Linked DNA regions of Mus musculus: regions 2 and 3 are each linked to region 1. The links are chromatin contacts, called in public HiChIP or PLAC-seq maps. All regions are on one chromosome and are shown on one strand. The core of a region is the stretch at or near the end of the contact, and the rest is flanking DNA. Distances in the headings are between cores, read along the strand shown.

Region 1 (2,798 bases), core at 195-2,694:
TCACGTTTAGTTCAGATTCCAAGCTCAGTATCTCTAGCCCTCTTGCTTATCTTCCTTGGTCCTTGGTAACACTACTATCTCCTGTCACAGGGGAGGAAAAAAAAAAAAAACTCTTAAATGATGTTATTCTGGGAGAAAAGAAAGGTAAATGAGTGTCAAATTATCGAGTAAATATTGGCCCAGTTTGTGGCCTGTGATTGGGAGTGTCTAGTTTGTTAGAATGTGGGTTGGTCTGACCTTGCAGTGTAGGTACTTATGAAGCTGCCTAAATGTTAATGGGTGCTTATAGCATGGACTCTGTCCTGAAAGCACTTACTATAGAAGCACCACAGAAAATAGCCTGGGCTTTGTCAGCTGGTTCAGGTGGTGGAGGGAATTTGCCTGATTTAGTGAGGAGAGTTGGGAATTTGGAGAGTGGGTTTCTGCCCTTGCTTTTTGACAGCCCTTCACTAAATGCTCCTGTTTTATAAATGTTTAATGGGATAGTAGCAGTCCATTAAGTAATACCTTTGCTTCGCTGAGACTATTTCTGTGTTCCCTGTACATCAGCTCTTACTGATAGTTTGTTAGTCCTTTCTTCAGATTTTCCCCTCTGATTTTACAATTAACCCACTAAGCCACCCATGTTTATTAGAGTATGTGCAGGTGTGTGTGTGTGTGTGTCTAATTTGATTCTGTGTTCTCACCATCTCATTGTTCGTTTTTCCTATTTATATTTGCATAAATTTCACCACATAAACCATGGGTGGTAGTAAAAATATAAAATTGCTGCACCCAATGCAATGCTTTCAAAAGATAGTTAAAAGCAGGGTCTTCTATAGCCTCGGCTGACTTTGAACCTGATATGTAGCCTTGAAGCTCTGATCCTCCTCTTGCCACCTCCTAAGCATAGGGACTGTAGGAATGAAGCTGTTCTGGGAATCAAATCCAGGACTTCGTGCTTGCTAGGCCAGCGCTCTACCCACTGATCTACACTCCTTGCCCCAGTTGTTTATTTACTTCTCTTTGAGACATGAGTCACTGAGTTGCCCAGGCTAGCATCCAGTCCACTCTATAGCCCTCAGTGGCCTGCATCTTGCAGTTGGTCCTCCTGCCCCTGCCTACTGAGTGCTGTGATTCCAGCCATGGTCCACCATGCCAGGCTGCAAATGTCAGTTGTACAAGGACAGACAGGAGTAAAGAGGGACAGTTTTCCTAGGGAATAATACTGTTTCCAAGGAAGGCAGAGATGAGAGCCTCCTACCCCACAGAAGAGAGAGCAAAGAGGCAGGGCCTGCAAACATCTTAAAAAGAGGCAGGTAGGTCGACACAGTGCCCTGTTTCAAGAAATACCATTACCACCATTAGTGTTGCCAGGACTTTCATGTGAACCTTCTTCTTGCCTGTGGCTGTTTGGTGAAATTTTAACTTTGCAGGCATTACACTTGGGCTAGACTGTAAACACTGCTAAGCCACTTGAGAATTCCAAAGGCCTGGCTCACCTCCCTCTTGGCTCTTTCTGTGCACTGGGCTCTCTGCTGGGCTCTCTCTCTCTCTCTCTCTCTCTCTCTCTCTCTCTCTCTCTCTCTCTCTCTCTCTCTCGGTGTGGTCCTGGGGACCACCAGTACCTCAACACTTGTGGCTCTCGATCAAATTGTTAATCCTTGGCTCCCACTGTTGCTGAGTCAGAGACCTCTGGGGGAAGTTTTGAAATCTTTAACAAGCACCTTTCAGGTCTTTCTCAGGCCCATTGGAGAACCACCAAGCGGTTCTGGGTCAGTATTGTCCTTTCTAGGTAGCAGCTCTCTCTCTCTCTCTCTCTCTCTCTCTCTCTCTCTCTCTCTCTCTCTCTCTCTCTCTCTCTCCCTCTCCCCCCCCCCCCCCCTTTGGCAGAGTCTTGCTGTGTAGCCCATGCTAGTCTCAAACTCTCCTTTCTCCTCATGTGTCTGGGTCTGCTTCCTGATTGGGGGGCGGGGTGGGGGGGTGTTCCCGGTGTGACTTGGCTTGGATCCAGTCTCTTAGTGCAGTTTGCAGGAGCTAAGCAGAAAGCCTGTGACCTCGTTTCCCTCTGCGCCTGCTCTGTAGTGGGGCAGCTTCTATCCATTAGGGTGTGGTAGGTTGATGCACACAGGAGTGGGGAGAACCTGAAGAGATACCAGTGTAACATGCTATGAGTCCAGCAACTTCATGCCTCTGGTACTTGCCACCTGGATGAGCAGATCATGTGCCATTAATGTCCAGTGTTGATCGAGGCTGACATTTCGGTGCTGTGTAACATCGGGGGCTTCTGAATATGATCTGGCAGTGTGGACATGCCCTCTGTAAAGCTGGGCTTGGTGGGGCTTAGGACACAGTGTGAGTAGAAACACTGCTACAGTTTCTAAAAGGGAATTTCGTGGTGTCAGAATTGATGACAGTCATCATCTGAGGGATCTCTTGAATGGTTCTGGGTTTTTCGAGTGTAAACCAAAGCTCCTCCCTCATGAGACAGGTCGTCTCAGGGTCAGGAGTGAAACCATGACTTTTGTTTGTGTTTTTTTCTTTGTGTTGGGGCTAATGCCCAAATTGTGTGCAGTTCAGGAAAAAAAAAAAAAAAACATTCTGGAAAATGAGCTACACTGCTAGCCCCAAGGACACAGACTTGACGTTTCCAGTAAGACATTCTGGAGATTTCAGTTAATTGTGGAAAAAGTGAGTTTTGTTATTTTACACTGAACACCTGGGAAGAAAGTGGGGAAAGCCACTTCATTGGTTTGTGTAAGTCAGAAAAGAAGCTAGTGTGCGCACAACATCCATTGTCTATAGCCTTTCACTATTGC
Region 2 (2,798 bases), core at 205-2,704, 210 kb after region 1:
CCCAGCAGTCTATGTAACTACTCCTGACGCTATGAAGATGGATGAGGTTCTTAGGAAGAAGCTTCTAGCTGAGCTGTCGTTTGTTTTCTCTGAGTATGGGGTATCTTCAGCATTAGAGCCTTACTGTCAAGGTCCAGGTAGCAACACAGATCTGGGGCAATAACCTTTTAGGATCTCATTGGCCATAGGGAGGTGTTCCACAACTGGCACTGGGGATTTTATTTAATAACCTACAGCTTCCAGGAAGAGCCTTAGTACCCACTCTTAATTCCTTTCAGTTTTTTTTTTTTTTTGTATGTGCATGTGGGTGTGTGTGTACCTGAGTACACATGTATGCAGGAGCCTGCAGAAGTGAAAAGAGAGATTCACTTTTCCTGTACCTGAGTTTCAGACAGGTAGGTGTGTGCTGTTTGATGTGGTTGCTGTGCTGTGCTGGGACCTAAGTACCCTGCCAGAGCAGTGAACACACAACATCACTGAGCCATCTCCCTGGTTTTTTTCAGGTTATGTGTTCAATAACCACATAAAATAGTGGGTTCTTCTATATGGTATATATCTGTCTATATATCTATATCTACCTATCTTTAGTTTTATTACTCCTTCTTCTTCCATATCCTCCTGGCCTCCTCCCGGCTTGGCTTTTTCTATCTTGCCCAGTGCCCACTCCCTTTCATCTCTGATGGATTTTATTATCACTTCTCTCTGTAATAGCTCCTTTTGTCTTTCTGTCCTTTACCATCAGTCAGTGATAATGATAAACCTATGACTAAAAAAGAAAAAAGAATCTATAGATAGGATCTGCATACAAGGGAGGCCATGTGGCATTTGTCTCTGTGGACCTAGGTTACATCACTGAAGATAACTGTCCGTATCTATCCATTTCTCCTGCAAATTTCGTAGCTTTAGTCTTCTTTACCACTGAATAAATTTCCATTGTATATAACACGTACCTTTTCCTGGAGACAAGTAAAAGATCGTTATGATGGATGGAGCCGGTGGCTGTATGCATTTTGACACCCAAATATTTTATGAATTGCTCAATTTTTCAAAATGAGTTGAGTGATATTTTGAGTTCCGTCAACAGATCAATAAGCAAAACAGAGATAGCTGGGCTTTGACACCAGTGTGGTCAGGCATTTACTGGCAGAGACCTCCTGTGCAGCACAATTGTCACCCTGGGCTTCAGTCTTGGCTCCATTATTAATCACCACCATGCGAGTTACTCAACCTTCCCTACCCTCCCTACAGTCTGTAAAATTGCCATGACACATTTATATTCATGGGTAAAATTGTTCATGGAAGGCATTTAGTCCATAGTGCCTCACAGATATTAAATTCAGAGGGAGCATTAATTGCTATTATTATCATTTCAGCTGAAAATGCTGTTCTGTTGGCAATAAATAGCTGCTGCTTTGTTTAGTTCTACCAGCTACAAAGCAATACATCAGTGCATTGATTGCGCAATGCTTGCTTAACCTCTTTGGAAAGCTTTTTCTTTATATTTTGTCTGTGCATCACTACAGGCTGCCAGCTTAGGTGTTTCTCTGTGTCTGCTTTTTTTTCTGTGTGTCTCCATGTCTGTCTGTACTCCCTCGTGTGTGTGTGTGTGTGTGTGTGTGTGTGTGTGTGTGTGTGTGTGTAGCCTAGTAATAGCCAAGAGATGGAACTGCCAGCATAGTCTTTCCCCATAGCAAGCAAAACCCCCACAAAATTAAAGCTAGGAAAAAATTTAAGTTACATAATTGGTTTGTATGGACAAAAGGCTGCGAAGATATAAAGGTTCCTGTAGCTCTGCTGTTCTTTGGTCCAAGATGTTGAGGAAAGATTCAGAGTTCCTACTGAGAAACTGCTGTTTAGTAGGCTGCTGCTGTTGGCTTCAGAGTAAGTAAATGGGTCAGAAGTGCAAGTGGGAGAGAACTTGAGGTTTCATGAAGGAAGGCCATTATTAATGTTTCCATGACCTTAGGAGTTTAAAGGTTGGGAATTGAAGTAAGAGTGCTGGTTATAGGGACAAAGAGCCCACAAATATTGAGATGTGGTCAAAGGTTTGAGGCCTCTGAATTGAGCAGCACAAGGGTCATTTCCTACCAGTCTCAATGGTCAGGGCCTGTTCATAAAGGCACAGACTTAGAAAGACCACAGGTCCCTCCCATGTTCTAATGATCCACACTTATTTATTTATTTGTTTGTTTGTTTGTTTGTTTTGTATAGGCCTGGCTTCTGGAACTCACTCTGTAGACCAGGCTGGCCTCAAATACTCAGAGATTCACTTGCCTCTGCCTTCGAAGTGCTAGGATTAAAGGTGTGTATCACCACTGCCTCTGACTACAAACTTTTTTTGGGGGGGGGGGGAACGTAGGTAAAAAATGCTAGGACTTTAGATTTAAAAACCTTTCTTTCAAAAATATTTCTTGAATTCCTAAACTAGAGAATTGGCAAAATTGTGAGCTGTGCTGCTCATAATGCCCTGGGTATACAGGGCATTAGAGCTCTTGACATCTGGAATGTTGGATTTAAATCTAGTTGCTCCTGTTGTATACTCTGCTGTGGGGAATGTTTAAAACTGTTGGCGGTCACTTTCTTCTCCCTATCTCCTGTGGAGAAGCTACCCCTGCTTCTTGAGATTATTGTATCAGATAAGCTGTGATGAGTGACAGTTGTCATGTGTGGGACACTTTCTGTCACGTGACACTAAATAGACAGGAGGAGGAAGTGCATTGGATTCGTGGCCCGAGTAAATATTTGACATCATTCACTCCTAAATTATCAAGAGGAGCCTGGAAACCCACAGTCTTCAT
Region 3 (2,798 bases), core at 93-2,592, 190 kb before region 1:
GTAGAATCAAGAGTACCAAGTTCAAGATCACCCTTGGATACTCAGTGAGTTCAAGGCCAACTTGGATATAGGAAATAATGTCTCAAAATAAATAAACTAGCAAATTACTAATCAGAATAGATGAGGTGGCTCCATGCATATAAAGGGACTTGCTCCCAAGCCAAATGACTTGTGTTGGATCCTTGGAACCACGTGGCAGAGGAAGAGACGTGACACTCCAAAGTTGTCTTCTGATTTCTACATGTGGACTGTGGCATGTGTGTAGAACCTCCCCCCCCCCCTCAACCCCAGGCACAAGCATACTCACACAAATAAATAAATAAGATATGATAACTTAAAAAAAAAACACCAAAAAAAAAACCCCAAAAAACAACTACACAATCCATATGTGTCTCACAACCCCCACGTCTTTCTAAAGTCGCAAAATCTTCTTGGAAGTTGGTCATGCTTAGATCTATTCGTCCTCTATTCTGTGGATCACTTTTGTGGGTATAAAGGCCCCAGCATCCCTACCTAATGTTTGTGGAACTCAACTTTCGAAAGTGGTTTTGGCTGGCACAGGATGACTCTGATCCTCTTGCTTCAGCAGTGCACAATCATTGGTCCAGCTCAGCTCCATTTCATTGACACACTAGCAGGGAGAAAGGTTCACCTTGTGTTTGGGGTCCTCTTATCTATGTAAAAGATGACAGCTGGTTGGGCAGCTGGTTAGGCCAGTCCTGTGCACAAGGAGAGAAGGGGAAAGAACCGTGCGGATCCTTTAAAGTTAGGGAACAGAAAAGAATGTTGTCCTTGCTTTCTTGTCCCCTGATGTAGAGAGAGGTCTTCATCTTTGACCCCTCTCTATCAGCTTTGTTTCTCAGTAGTTGGATGTCTTTATCCCACCCACCACCTCCACCACCACCACCACCACCCCTACCACCACCCCCACCACCACCACACCCCCCCACCACACCCCCCCCTCCTTTTTTTTTTTTAATTGGCTTGTAGAGAGGAGGGAGGTGGAGGAGGAGTTGAGGGCTCAAAAAGAGAGTCCTGCAATTAGCAGGAAGGTGATGGTGCAGTTTTTACTTTATGTTTGTAAGTTGAGTAAAGTTAAGATGCAAATTGTGATTTTCCTCATACACATCACACACACACACACACACAGACACACAGACACACACACACACACACACACACACACACACCTCAGTCCCTCCCCCTCCTACTGTTCCTGTTCCTTCGGGTGTTTTGGCCCAGTTGGAAGCTGATATTTAAAAGACATTTGATCTGCCTAATGGAAGCGGAAGAAAACAGGGATGACATCAAGGGGATTTCTGAGAAAGAAATTCTGAAACACAAGGGACAAAAGAATGAGTCACCAAGGCAGTCATGAGAACCGGCCTGCTCAGGCCTCAAACAGCTTGTTGTTGTTGTTGTTTTGGTTTTGTTGTTGTTGTTCTTGTTTGTTAGGAGAGATTGACAGTGTCCTGTTCTGGAGCATTTGGGGGTGGGGTCAATGGGGAACCTCTGGCCAGTCTTTCCTCCTGAGAATGCACCTGGGGGTGGGAATGATATTCAGGGATAAGTTCTGAAATGCACCTTTGGAAATATAGGTGGTTGGTACTGGAGGAACTACAAAGGTAAAATCCTGTGACAGAGGCTAGTCTGTGTCCTTCTCACCCCTGTGACAGAAAGGGGCAAGTTCTTTTTCTCAGACTCTGGCCTTCCAGGAGTGTCTGAGTAGCCAAGAGATGACCTAGGGCAAGTCTGGGGTGTGTAAGCAGGGAGGGAGGCAGGGTGTGTGTGACTGGGCAATTTTCCTGCTGGACAATGGGGGAGAGGCCATTGATGAGCAGCCAATTCCTGTTTCCTTCCTGTTTTGTGGGCGGAGGGTATGGGATCAGGAGCAGCTGGGGTCAAGAGGGAAAGGCCACCAAGAGGCTGACCATAGCCTGACATCCTAAGCAAGGAGACAGGTTGAGAGGAACAATATCCACGGACTGGTCCAACTCTTGTCTCACACGTGCTTGTCAGCAAGCATGAGGTCCGGAGTTCGATCCCCAGCGCCACTCCTAGAACACACACACTTACACATACAAATATTTACACACATGGATACACTTACACCATGTACACACAAACACAGATGCACAGACACTCACACACACACACACACACACACATACACACACACACACACCATGCATACACACAGATACACACACACACACACACACACACATAGCATGTCTGAAGAATCTGCAGATCTTGAGTTTCAAAGTAGAAATAGAGACTGCCATGAGAATCTATGCGTTGGAATAGAGACTGCCATGAGAATCTATGCGTTGGAATAGAGACTGCCATGAGAATCTATGCGTTGGTTTATTAAACTTGACATTTGCCTCGGCTTGAGAAGGCCCATTTGAAAACAAGACACAGTTTCACTGAGCATGGTCGTTCTCCATGCTATTTCAGACTTACATTTTCAGTGACCACAGCGTAGGATGAAAATCTCGAATATTTATGGAATTTACTGAGGAGCCCTGTAATCTGTCCTTCTGTCTGAGTCAGTCTGTCTGCTCACTAGGACACAGTCCTACAGGGACTCAGAGTCAAAGTTGGGCAGACTCGGGGCCACTTCTCAGCTCGCACCTTCAGGTTCCTTTCCTGAACTGTTGAAACTGGGCAAACACAAGGACAGAGCTGTTCTGCTTTTTCCTAAACTAAGCCTGGGCAGGTCTGTCACTGCTTCTTTACTCTTTGCCCCTGGGGCATGCTTTAAAGTCCCGCCCCTTCCCCAAGCACGTGGCTCC

The links. HiChIP or PLAC-seq counts read pairs in DNA pulled down with a chosen protein or histone mark.
Region 2: a FOXA1 HiChIP or PLAC-seq map of pancreatic cancer cells shows a contact between it and region 1. The contact joins two enhancer-like sites. A contact is called at or near these places in 2 of 484 Hi-C or Micro-C datasets (double positive thymocytes and embryonic fibroblasts) and 3 of 115 datasets of contacts at active chromatin or transcription factors (embryonic basal ganglia, large pre-B cells and pancreatic cancer cells).
Region 3: an H3K27ac HiChIP or PLAC-seq map of trophoblast stem cells shows a contact between it and region 1, with 11 read pairs. The contact joins two enhancer-like sites. A contact is called at or near these places in 6 of 484 Hi-C or Micro-C datasets (the N1E-115 cell line, fibroblasts, forebrain and 3 more) and 14 of 115 datasets of contacts at active chromatin or transcription factors (astrocytes, craniofacial prominence, differentiating embryonic stem cells and 10 more).

The regions. Positions count from the first base shown.
Region 1 is chr13:28,737,572-28,740,369 of GRCm38.p6, reverse strand. The region is part of intron 3 of 2610307P16Rik (RIKEN cDNA 2610307P16 gene); the gene reads left to right. Among named protein-coding and RNA genes, the nearest start is that of Mir6368, 28 kb to the right of the region's middle. Within about 2 kb of position 1,444, at least 65 of the 459 cell types and tissues checked have an H3K27ac peak or open chromatin away from gene starts, as enhancers often do. A contact at or near this core is called in pancreatic cancer cells and trophoblast stem cells, where this site is marked.
Region 2 is chr13:28,527,772-28,530,569 of GRCm38.p6, reverse strand. All of the region lies in intron 7 of 2610307P16Rik (RIKEN cDNA 2610307P16 gene), which reads left to right. Among named protein-coding and RNA genes, the nearest start is that of Gm40841, 110 kb to the right of the region's middle. Within about 2 kb of position 1,454, at least 7 of the 459 cell types and tissues checked have an H3K27ac peak or open chromatin away from gene starts, as enhancers often do. A contact at or near this core is called in pancreatic cancer cells, where this site is marked.
Region 3 is chr13:28,930,490-28,933,287 of GRCm38.p6, reverse strand. No RefSeq gene overlaps it. Among named protein-coding and RNA genes, the nearest start is that of Gm46406, 13 kb to the left of the region's middle. Within about 2 kb of position 1,342, at least 71 of the 459 cell types and tissues checked have an H3K27ac peak or open chromatin away from gene starts, as enhancers often do. A contact at or near this core is called in trophoblast stem cells, where this site is marked.